Linked DNA regions of Zea mays: region 1 is linked to region 2. Evidence: chromatin contacts called from public Hi-C data. All regions are on one chromosome and are shown on one strand. Each heading gives the region's core, a stretch centred on a gene start, on an enhancer-like site or on the middle of the called end of the contact. The rest is flanking DNA. Distances are from core to core; before and after follow the strand shown. Region 1 holds the start of LOC103650768 (hexokinase-3). Region 2 has its middle 81 kb from the start of LOC100277443.

Region 1 (4,419 bases), core at 1,271-3,770, 95 kb after region 2:
TGGAGCTTCGTTTTAAACAACAAGGCTCGTTCTTCTCCTTTGCTGGTTGCTGCTACTACTCCTTCTGACCGCACGCGGCACGCGGCACGCGCGCACGCACACGACACTTGACCGGTCTTGGGTCTCTTTCGTACATGCGGACCAGACCATCAGCAGATGCATGCGGATTCACCGCCTCACAGACCAGGAGCCGGATGCCCGCTTGTAAAAAAAAGAAAAAAAAAGAAAAGGAAAGGAAAACCCAACGACAACACACGGCGCGGCACTGTACTGTGTGATTGCGCTGACAGCATGATTCGATCGATCCCGCTCGTGGTGCATGCGTGCCTGCCCCCGCTGGAAACGGCAAGGATAACCTACACAATGCATGCAGGCAGCTCAGAGAAATATACTCCTTGCTAATATCTGCTGTAGTTTTCGTTATCCGCTAAGCACGCTCGTGTCGCCGCAATGAGCAGGCGGTCGTGCGTGCATGTGTACTGTACAGTCAGTCCAGTGTCCAGTCCTCATCCCGTGCTGCTGGTGGTACTTGTGGCCGGACAGCCAGCCAGCGAGCGATCGCGAAGCGGTGACCCTCTCGAGGCCGAGGAGGGCGGCGCGAGGAAGAAAACAAAACACGGGGCTCCCACGTTTTTTTCCCCCAAAATGCCCGCCCAAAGGCGTGCGTGCGTGCACGGCCCGTTGTGGCGTCCGTTTTTTGAACCGCAAGCCACGCTTTTGATTAACGGAATCGCCGTGGCACGGGCGCACGTTCCGCGTCCGTATAGATAGCGGCGTTCTCGCTGTTACTATTATATTGTTGTCGCTCTGGGCAGGCCATGTGTCTGCTGCGACGCCGGACGGACAGCGCGCGCCTGCGCCTGCGTGCCTAGGTAGACTGCAGACGAAGCAAAGGGCGGGCGGGCGGGCGGCCGGCCCTGGCAGCCCGCCGGCCGCACAAGCGCAGCGCAGGTGCTCGTCACGCGACAGTGCCGGGCGCAATTAATAGCCCGCGAACGCAAACGTGGCCCCCCCTGGTGGTGGGTGGTTCGTGGGTGGGATCCCACCATCCATCCGCGGCGGCAGCGCTTTCCGTGGATCCGGTCCACGGCTCCGCGTCCGCGGCTGCGCCCGCCGTCGGCCTCCCGCGTCCGTTCGCCTTGGCCTCGGGTTTTGGTTCCGAGGTGAGATACAAACGCTGCAGCAAGAAAAAAAAGAGTAGGCCCAAATCCAATGAAGCACGAAGCTTAACAGGGGGCATTCCAGGATTAGTAGTACTACGGGACGGGGCCGACGGCAGACGACAGCAGGCCCGGCCAGAGCACAAGACACGCGCGCGCTGGCCTGCTCTCTCCGATTCATTTCCACCATCTACTCCCCCGTACGACCCGGCGGGAGGCGAGCTGCAGCTGCCGCCTGCTACGCTAGCCTGGTCTGGTCTGGTCTGCTGGTCCCTCCCTCCTCCCTCCCGGTCAAAGCGGCCGCCGCTGACCGCCCGGGTCGTCAGTGCCAACCGAACCCGAACCGCCCAGACCCGAACCCGGTACTGGGCGGAGTGGCCGGGTCGCTATCGCCGGATGGATCGACATCGACCGGGGTGGCCCCCCGACCGAGGTCAAACAAACAAAGGCGCCCATATCGCCGCGCACGCAGGCCGCGTCTTTTGCCCCGTGGCGCTGCCGCCACCGCCCTGCCTTGCCTGCGCCCGCCCGCCCGCAACGGCCGAAAAGCCCCGCCGCCCCCCGCAATTCTTTCTCGCGTAAATTATGCAAGCAAAGCGGCCGGAGCGCATACGAGGACGGGATGGATCACCCCTACTGGTCGCTAGCCTCCTCGCCTTTTTGACGGCCTGGCCTGGCCGCGCCTCCTATGCAACTTCCCGTCGCCAATGCCTTCGCTCGCTGATTGGCTGCGCCGCCGGCCGCCGCCGCCGATTTGGTTAAGTTGACCCACCCGGAGACGCTTCTGCTGCCAGGTCGCCGCCATTGCTTGCTGACACCCGCATCACTTGCGATGCGATCGCCGTCGACATTGACGTAGGTAGTACGCGAGAGAGAGAGAGGCCTCAAGAGAACACGTCAACGTTAACCTAATGAAAAGAAAAGAGCACGTGGAGTACAGTAGGCTAGGCTACGCCATCAGCTTTTTTTTTCTAAAAGTCGTGGCGTTTGTTGCCAACGCCACGTACTGGAACAAAATCCACAAGCATGGACGGCCGTCGATCGCATCATCCATCGAGCGTGACAAAACCAAACGCATAATACAACCATATACTACTGCTGATCTGTAGTAGTATATATATACAACAACAACACATGAGCACTGCGTCTGGCCTCTGGCGTTGTCTTGAGCAAAACAAAGCGGGGAGGGAAGTACACTCCAGGTCTCCAGCAGGTCAAAGCCGGGCACGGGAAAAAAAAGAAGCATTCCACAAACGTACGAAAAAAATGGAAATGCAGACAGACAGGTGGTGGCTGGCGCTGCCTGTGCCTAGGCTATATAGCCTAGCCTGGAGCAGGGGCCAAATCGCAAAACTTCCGGCGCGTAATAAAACGGGCAAGGCCAGCGCCAGGCCACGCTCTTCCCTTTCGCTTGCCCCTGCCCCTCTCCCCTATTTCTCTATTTCTTTCCCCCTCTCGCCTCGCCGCGCCTCCCCTTCTCTCTCTCTCCCCCCTTTCCCCCACTACTAGCCGCCCCTCCCTCCTCCTCCCTTCAACACCCCCGCTCGGCGCCGCTTCGCGCCGGTCTCATTCGCCCGCCATTCCGCCGCGCGCCGCCGCCAGGGCGCCGCGTCCCGGGCACGCGCGCGTGCGGTGCGGGCGCTGGCGCGGGCGCCAGGAGAGAGAGGGAGGGAGGTAGCGACCGCCCCTGCCCCCGGCCCCCCGGGGATGCTGCCGTGATCGCCGCCGTGCGCCTGGAGCCGGGGGGATGGGGCGGGTCGGGCTCGGCGTGGCGGCGGGCTGCGCGGCCGCCACGTGCGCGATCGCCGCCGCGCTGGTGGCGCGCCGGGCGGCGGCGCGGTCGCGGTGGCGCCGCGCCGTCGCGCTGCTCAGGGAGTTCGAGGACGGCTGCGCCACGCCGCCGCCGCGCCTGCGCCAGGTCGTCGACGCCATGGTCGTCGAGATGCACGCCGGCCTCGCGTCCGACGGCGGCAGCAAGCTCAAGATGCTGCTCACCTTCGTCGACGCGCTCCCCGCCGGGTACGTACGGCACAGCGCCTCCCGCTCCCCCCCCACCCCACCTCACTGCCTGCAGGCCCTTGTCCTCCGCCGTGCGCGGCCTCGCGATTCCATATGATTTGAAGCGCCCCCCAGCTCCTCCCTTTCCCCCCTCCTCCTGATTCTTGATTAGAACGGGCACAAAAAAGCCTGTCCTCTTTTTTTTAACACCCCGTCGTAACTGACTGACATGCTGGTAGTTGGATCATACCCTTGCATCTTGCCGTCTTGGTCGCCTCCGATTTTACCCCGCTGTGCGTACATAAATGTGATTTCTTTTTTCTTGGTTCCTTCTGCTGCTTCCTTTGCCTTCCCAGCTGCTGTGGAGCGACGCGCATTTCTCGCCTTCCTTTGGGCGTCCGTGCGAAATGTACGGATTCGATTTTTTTTCGCCGCTTAAGGTTTCTGATTGGTTTGTTTTGGTTTAAAAACTTATCTACCGCCCAATGCTGCTTGCATTGAGGGTCGTACTAGTCGTGTCGAATCTGTCGATGCTAAGTTGAGGATCCTTTCACACTCATCTCCCTGCTCCGCAATGGTGAACAAATCTGGGTCCCTGCCTTTCTGATGTGTTCATCCCACAGTGAGCGAATTTGGGCCGTTACTTTTGCTGATATATTATGTTCCTGTATAAAGTCGCCATCTTTATTCGATTCCGAATAATGCCGCGCACACCTCGGTAGATTTTCCTCGTGGAATTCCCGCAAACACGACGTCACAAAAGTCGCTATTGCCATCCATCTTTGTTGGAACGGGACAGAAACCATGTTCTTCTCCGCCGGAGTTGTGGCCTTCGCGTCTAGTCTAATCGGCCCTCTCTCTGGTGGGTTTGAACAGTTCAGATGCGTGATGCCGCCCGCACTTGCAGCGCCACAACCTCGGCGGATGGCAGCCACCTGGGGCAAGCGCTGTTGGGTTGACGCTTGCATTCATGGAGAGGTTTGGTGGCCGGAAGCCGCCATAAAAGGGGGCGCGGAGCTCGGCCTCTTGGGACATGGATCTACCTATACGCTTTTATGCCCCCGGCGTTGGGGTTCACAGGCGCCAGGTTGTATTCCACCATGGCATTGTTGGCCTGGGGCGTTCTCTGTCAGACTGGAATCATTGCTCGGGGAGGCACCTTTTGGAGTGCAAGAATATCTGGTGACGATGATGTCGAGCCGTAACCCGTAATGCAGAAACGTTTGTGTCCCACTGCATCGGGATGCTCTACTGTTGCTTG
Region 2 (4,311 bases), core at 1,287-3,786:
GGCAGGCATGTCGCCGTCGAGAGACGGGCCACCCGAGGCCCAAGTGGTTGTTGGTAAAGGCTTTTGTTTTTGTTTCGGTCGATCGTCGTTGCGTTGAGTGCAGGTTGTTGTTGTTGTTGTTTTCCTTGACAAGATGTGGGTGTTGTTGGTTGATGGAGCAGTGACCAACAAGACCCAGTGGCGTGGTGCCAAGCATGCATGGTGTGTGTATTGTATGCATATATATGGGTTGCATGCATGGCCCGTCCCCCAGGCCCCAGCCCCACACACCAGTCACCACCACAGCTTGCCACTCCTACTAGTATATACCTACTAGCTAGCTGGACGATGGCTTGGCCATGGCCATCGATCGACCGGTTCGTCGATGTGCCCATGCTTCGTTCCGAGAGCACGACATATACAGAAAGTTGGTACCTGCCGCGCGGCCTCAGCTTTTGGTTGTTCCCGCCTGGCCCGGCTCATGCTGCCTTTTGCTTGCTTGCATGCATGCACGGGCTGGTGGGCACATTGGAACAGAAGGGCTGATCGAGCTTTCTTTCCACTGCTCACTGCTGTGGCGTGGCGTCCTCTCTTGTGTGGTCGCGCCGCGCGCCTCCTGCACGATGCGTGCTAGGACGCCGGGACTAATGCATGCTACGACAGCTAGACTCAGACGAGCCATATATATACGACATTGTTGTACTCACGTTGGATGCGATGCGTCGACGACCTTGGTCGTATCGTGGCGGGCATATACACGTTCTGAACACGCGTACGTACGTACGGCTAGCTACCATACACATGCACATGCATGGATGCATATAATGCAGCATACCTATCCAATCAAATTAAACCAATTGACGCGGTACATGTCAACTTCTGGCTGCCGGCAGATCGAGCTAGTAGGTAGAGCTGGCCGGCGGCCCCAACTCAAGCAATGCAAGGAAGAAGAGAAGAAAGGTGGTGGCAGGCCGACACTGGAGTCTTGCAAGTAGCCCTGCCAGACCAGCCGCGCGCGCGCTTGCTGATCGCGATCTGCATGCGTGGCTCGCTCTTTTTCCTCAAGCGGCGCGGCGGCATGCATGGTCCTGAATGGCTGAATACAAGGGCCGGGCCGGCCGATCCATGCATGCATCAATGTCTGTCCTGCGCCGCGCCGGTGAGCTAGGGCCGGCCGGCCAGGGGGCGCACGACGCGCGGTCGCGGGATTGATGGATCGACCGTCCGTGGACTGGCCGGCGCCGCCGTGCACGGACGGGCTGTATATTATATGACTTGCGTGAATGAGACGAGAATGAGAGTACACTCATCATGCATGCGCTTTCATACGTAACAGTACATTGGATGCTCAAACGCTCTACACGTGTGGGCCGGTGCATCGGGTACGTACTCGGTGCAGTGCACATATATATACGTGTGTGCAGTGGTGGCCCTAAGGGTGGGGCAGAGGGGCAATCGCCCGGGGTCCCCAAATTCATAGGGCCTAATTTTAGTTATGTGATCCAATAGTCCATCAATAAATTAATGAATATCTAAACATGTTAGAAGAAAATTTTAAGGTGATACTATAATATATATATCCTTTTATTTAATTATTATTTGATATAAATATTTTTAAATGTATTTTAAGTGTTTGATTAGTAACATTTATATATTAAAAATAATTTGAATGGCTTATATTTGAAACTTTGTCCCGGGCCCCTAAAATGTTAAGACCGCCACTGCGTGTGTGTCGGGGCCAGGGCCGGGGCCGGGGCCTTGGTTGCTGTCTGTAGTAGTTCATGTAGGTGTGTGTTCTTGTGTGGGGCTGGCATGCAAATGGTTTGGTGCCCGACGGTCGAGGCGATCCATGTCCTTATGGCCATGGTATACAGTACAGTATGGCTGTAAAGCCGACGACAAAAGCCTCGCATCGGGCAGAGGACGACAAAGAGCTGGCCTGTACCTGTACTGTACGTACTTGCTGTTGCTGGCCGGCCGGGCCGAAACCACGTCCATCCACCATCTCCATTCCCCCCGTCGCCCCCGCGGCCTGCCACGCTACCAGGTCCAGCTGCCAGCGCCAGCGGCCAGCTCACCACCTTCTTCCCCTCACTTTTCAGTTTTCACCATTCACCGGCGGACTCCCTTGGCCCTCGGGCTGCCTGCCTGTCTAGTGTCTACTACAGGAGTGACTAGCAGTGCGAGAGGCCGAGAGCAGTGCTCGTGCTCTGAGCACCACGTACACGTACAGTAGTGGCACGTGCCAATGCCAGCTGCCATCGATCTTGAGCCGTGTGTTTTCCAGCAAGGATTCCGGCAGGCTCCAGGCGAGACCAGAGTACCAGACCACCACATGCGATGCAAGCCGGCTTGGGAGTGCGCGCCCGCGTAGACACGGAAGGGGGGAAGGGGGATCCCAGTTCGAGGTTCCTGTCTCCCCGGCCCCGCAAGCCCAACAAATGGCCGAATACATACCATGCGCCACGTGGAGCGGTGGTGCGGCACAGCTGGATCCCTGGCGACGAGACGAAGACGAGACCGTCCGTCTTGAGTCTTGACCGCCTACTGTACTGTACTTGGGCTGCGTGCGAGCTTGCAGCCTGCACGCAGCTGCCGCCTGCCTGCCTGTCTGTCTTTCTTTCTGTACTCTGCCTCTGCCTCTGCCTCAACCGCTCGACCGAACGCCACAGTGACACTGGCAGCACGGACGCGCCAGGACGAACGGACACCCAACACATGCAGTGTGGTCCGGCCGTACGTTTGTTTGTTACTGTTGCGATCCCGATCGTCCAGGGCAACGACGACACGCCGACGACTTTCGGCATCCATCCGATCCGACCCCTGCCTCTGCGAGCTGTAATTAAACTCCTCGGCGGTAGTACGGTGCACCGGCCGCCCCCGACCCCAATTCCCGCACGCGGCCGACGGTTTCCGGGCAGGGCAGAACAGGAGCCGCCGCATGCACCATCCATCCCCATCCTAGCCGTAGCCGCCGCTCTCGGTCTTGGCTCGCCCTCCCAACGACCTGCCGCTGTTCCTCCTGGCTGCCTGTTGCCTGCCCGCCAGGCTCCAGGAGACGAGGCCACGCTCCTCCACCACCCCTTCCACGTGCTCCCCTCCTTTCCTCTCCTCTCCTCTGCGTGGACTGGACACTGGGCTGCCCTGCGCAACTCCCTCCTGGACGTACCTTAAAACCCTACCCTTTTCCCCTGCTGCTCGTGTTGACCACTACCGCCTGTTCCCAGCAGGTCACTCCCTCACTCAGACACTCATCTTTCTTTGCCTGATCCGGCCGTTACCTCTTGCTACTTCCTTTCCCTTTTTTTCGGCCCCAATGCGAACGAACGGCTCCCATTCCCTTCTTTTTGTAGACAGACAGACACAGAGAGAGAGAGAGTTTTCGCGCCGTTGCGTGACGGCTGACGGGGTGTGAGGCGCCGATTGTTCTTTCGCGCGGTAGGATTACACGCGCCAATCAATCATCCGCGTGTGCAATACTACTATTACTACTACCAGTAATAAACAGGCAGGAAAAGCCAACGCACCTGCCTGCATGGCCTCCTGGCTGCTGCTCAAATTTCTGCCGGCGCCACTTCGGCGTGGAGGATGAGGAGGGACTAGGGAGTGTTACAAAAATATTACATATGCGATCAATCCAAGGGGTGAGACAGTTTTTTCCAAGGGACACACCTCTTGGGATACATCCCTTCACTTGTATATAAGTGTAATGATCTGTGGAATACAAACAGTTCTGTCATTTGTTTCTCTCTCAATCTCGTTAACACTGAGTATACTTCAACACGTTATCAGCACCTTTGCTCTCCACCGAGCGGTTCTGCCCGGGCATCCATCGAGCGGTTTCTCCATCACCGTCTGCACAGGCGCTCGTACTCTTCGTCGCTAGCGTCGCAGATGGCCGTTGTTGCTGATCATGGCACGTCTTCACGAAGGGCGGGATGACAAGTGAGTTTACTGTTCTTGTACTGCCATGGTTGCGAAGCCCACGCTCGGGGAGCGTCCGCGGCCTCGCCCAAGCCGGGCTGCGCCCGCGCCTGCGCCTATGCCTGTTCCTACGCCTGGCGGGGCTATGCCGAGTCGCGCCATGGCCGAGGCCGCGCTCGCCGGGTCTGCACACTCGTGCTCCAGCGTCGGGCGGCCGCGCCAGCACCGCACCGAGCCACAGGGGCCGTGCCCGCGCCCGTTGGCAGGGGTTGCGCGCCGTCAGGCCTCGCCCGCGCGCGTCGAGGGACGTGAACCCCGGCGTCGTCGAGCAGCCGTGCCGCCGGGGGCGCCGCAGGCCCGCGCCGGGCAGCCGTGCCATCGAGGGACCACCGGGCCGAGGGCGCCGCG

What was found. A called contact is a pair of places that touch in the nucleus more often than the background predicts.
Region 1: a Hi-C map of endosperm shows a contact between it and region 2, with 2.2 times the contacts expected there. The contact joins the promoter of LOC103650768 here to the enhancer-like site in region 2. A contact is called at or near these places in 5 of 25 Hi-C or Micro-C datasets (ear, endosperm, leaf and 1 more) and 1 of 3 datasets of contacts at active chromatin or transcription factors (leaf).

Annotation. Positions count from the first base shown.
Region 1 is chr3:154,275,371-154,279,789 of Zm-B73-REFERENCE-NAM-5.0, forward strand. It overlaps LOC103650768 (hexokinase-3), which reads left to right and starts at 2,521. Exons shown (of 9, transcript XM_008676343.4): 1 at 2,521-3,179. The coding sequence starts at 2,908.
Region 2 is chr3:154,180,780-154,185,090 of Zm-B73-REFERENCE-NAM-5.0, forward strand. No RefSeq gene overlaps it. Among protein-coding and RNA genes, the nearest start is that of LOC100277443, 81 kb to the left of the region's middle. Within about 2 kb of position 2,537, at least 20 of the 20 cell types and tissues checked have an H3K27ac peak or open chromatin away from gene starts, as enhancers often do. A contact at or near this core is called in ear, endosperm, leaf and 1 more, where this site is marked.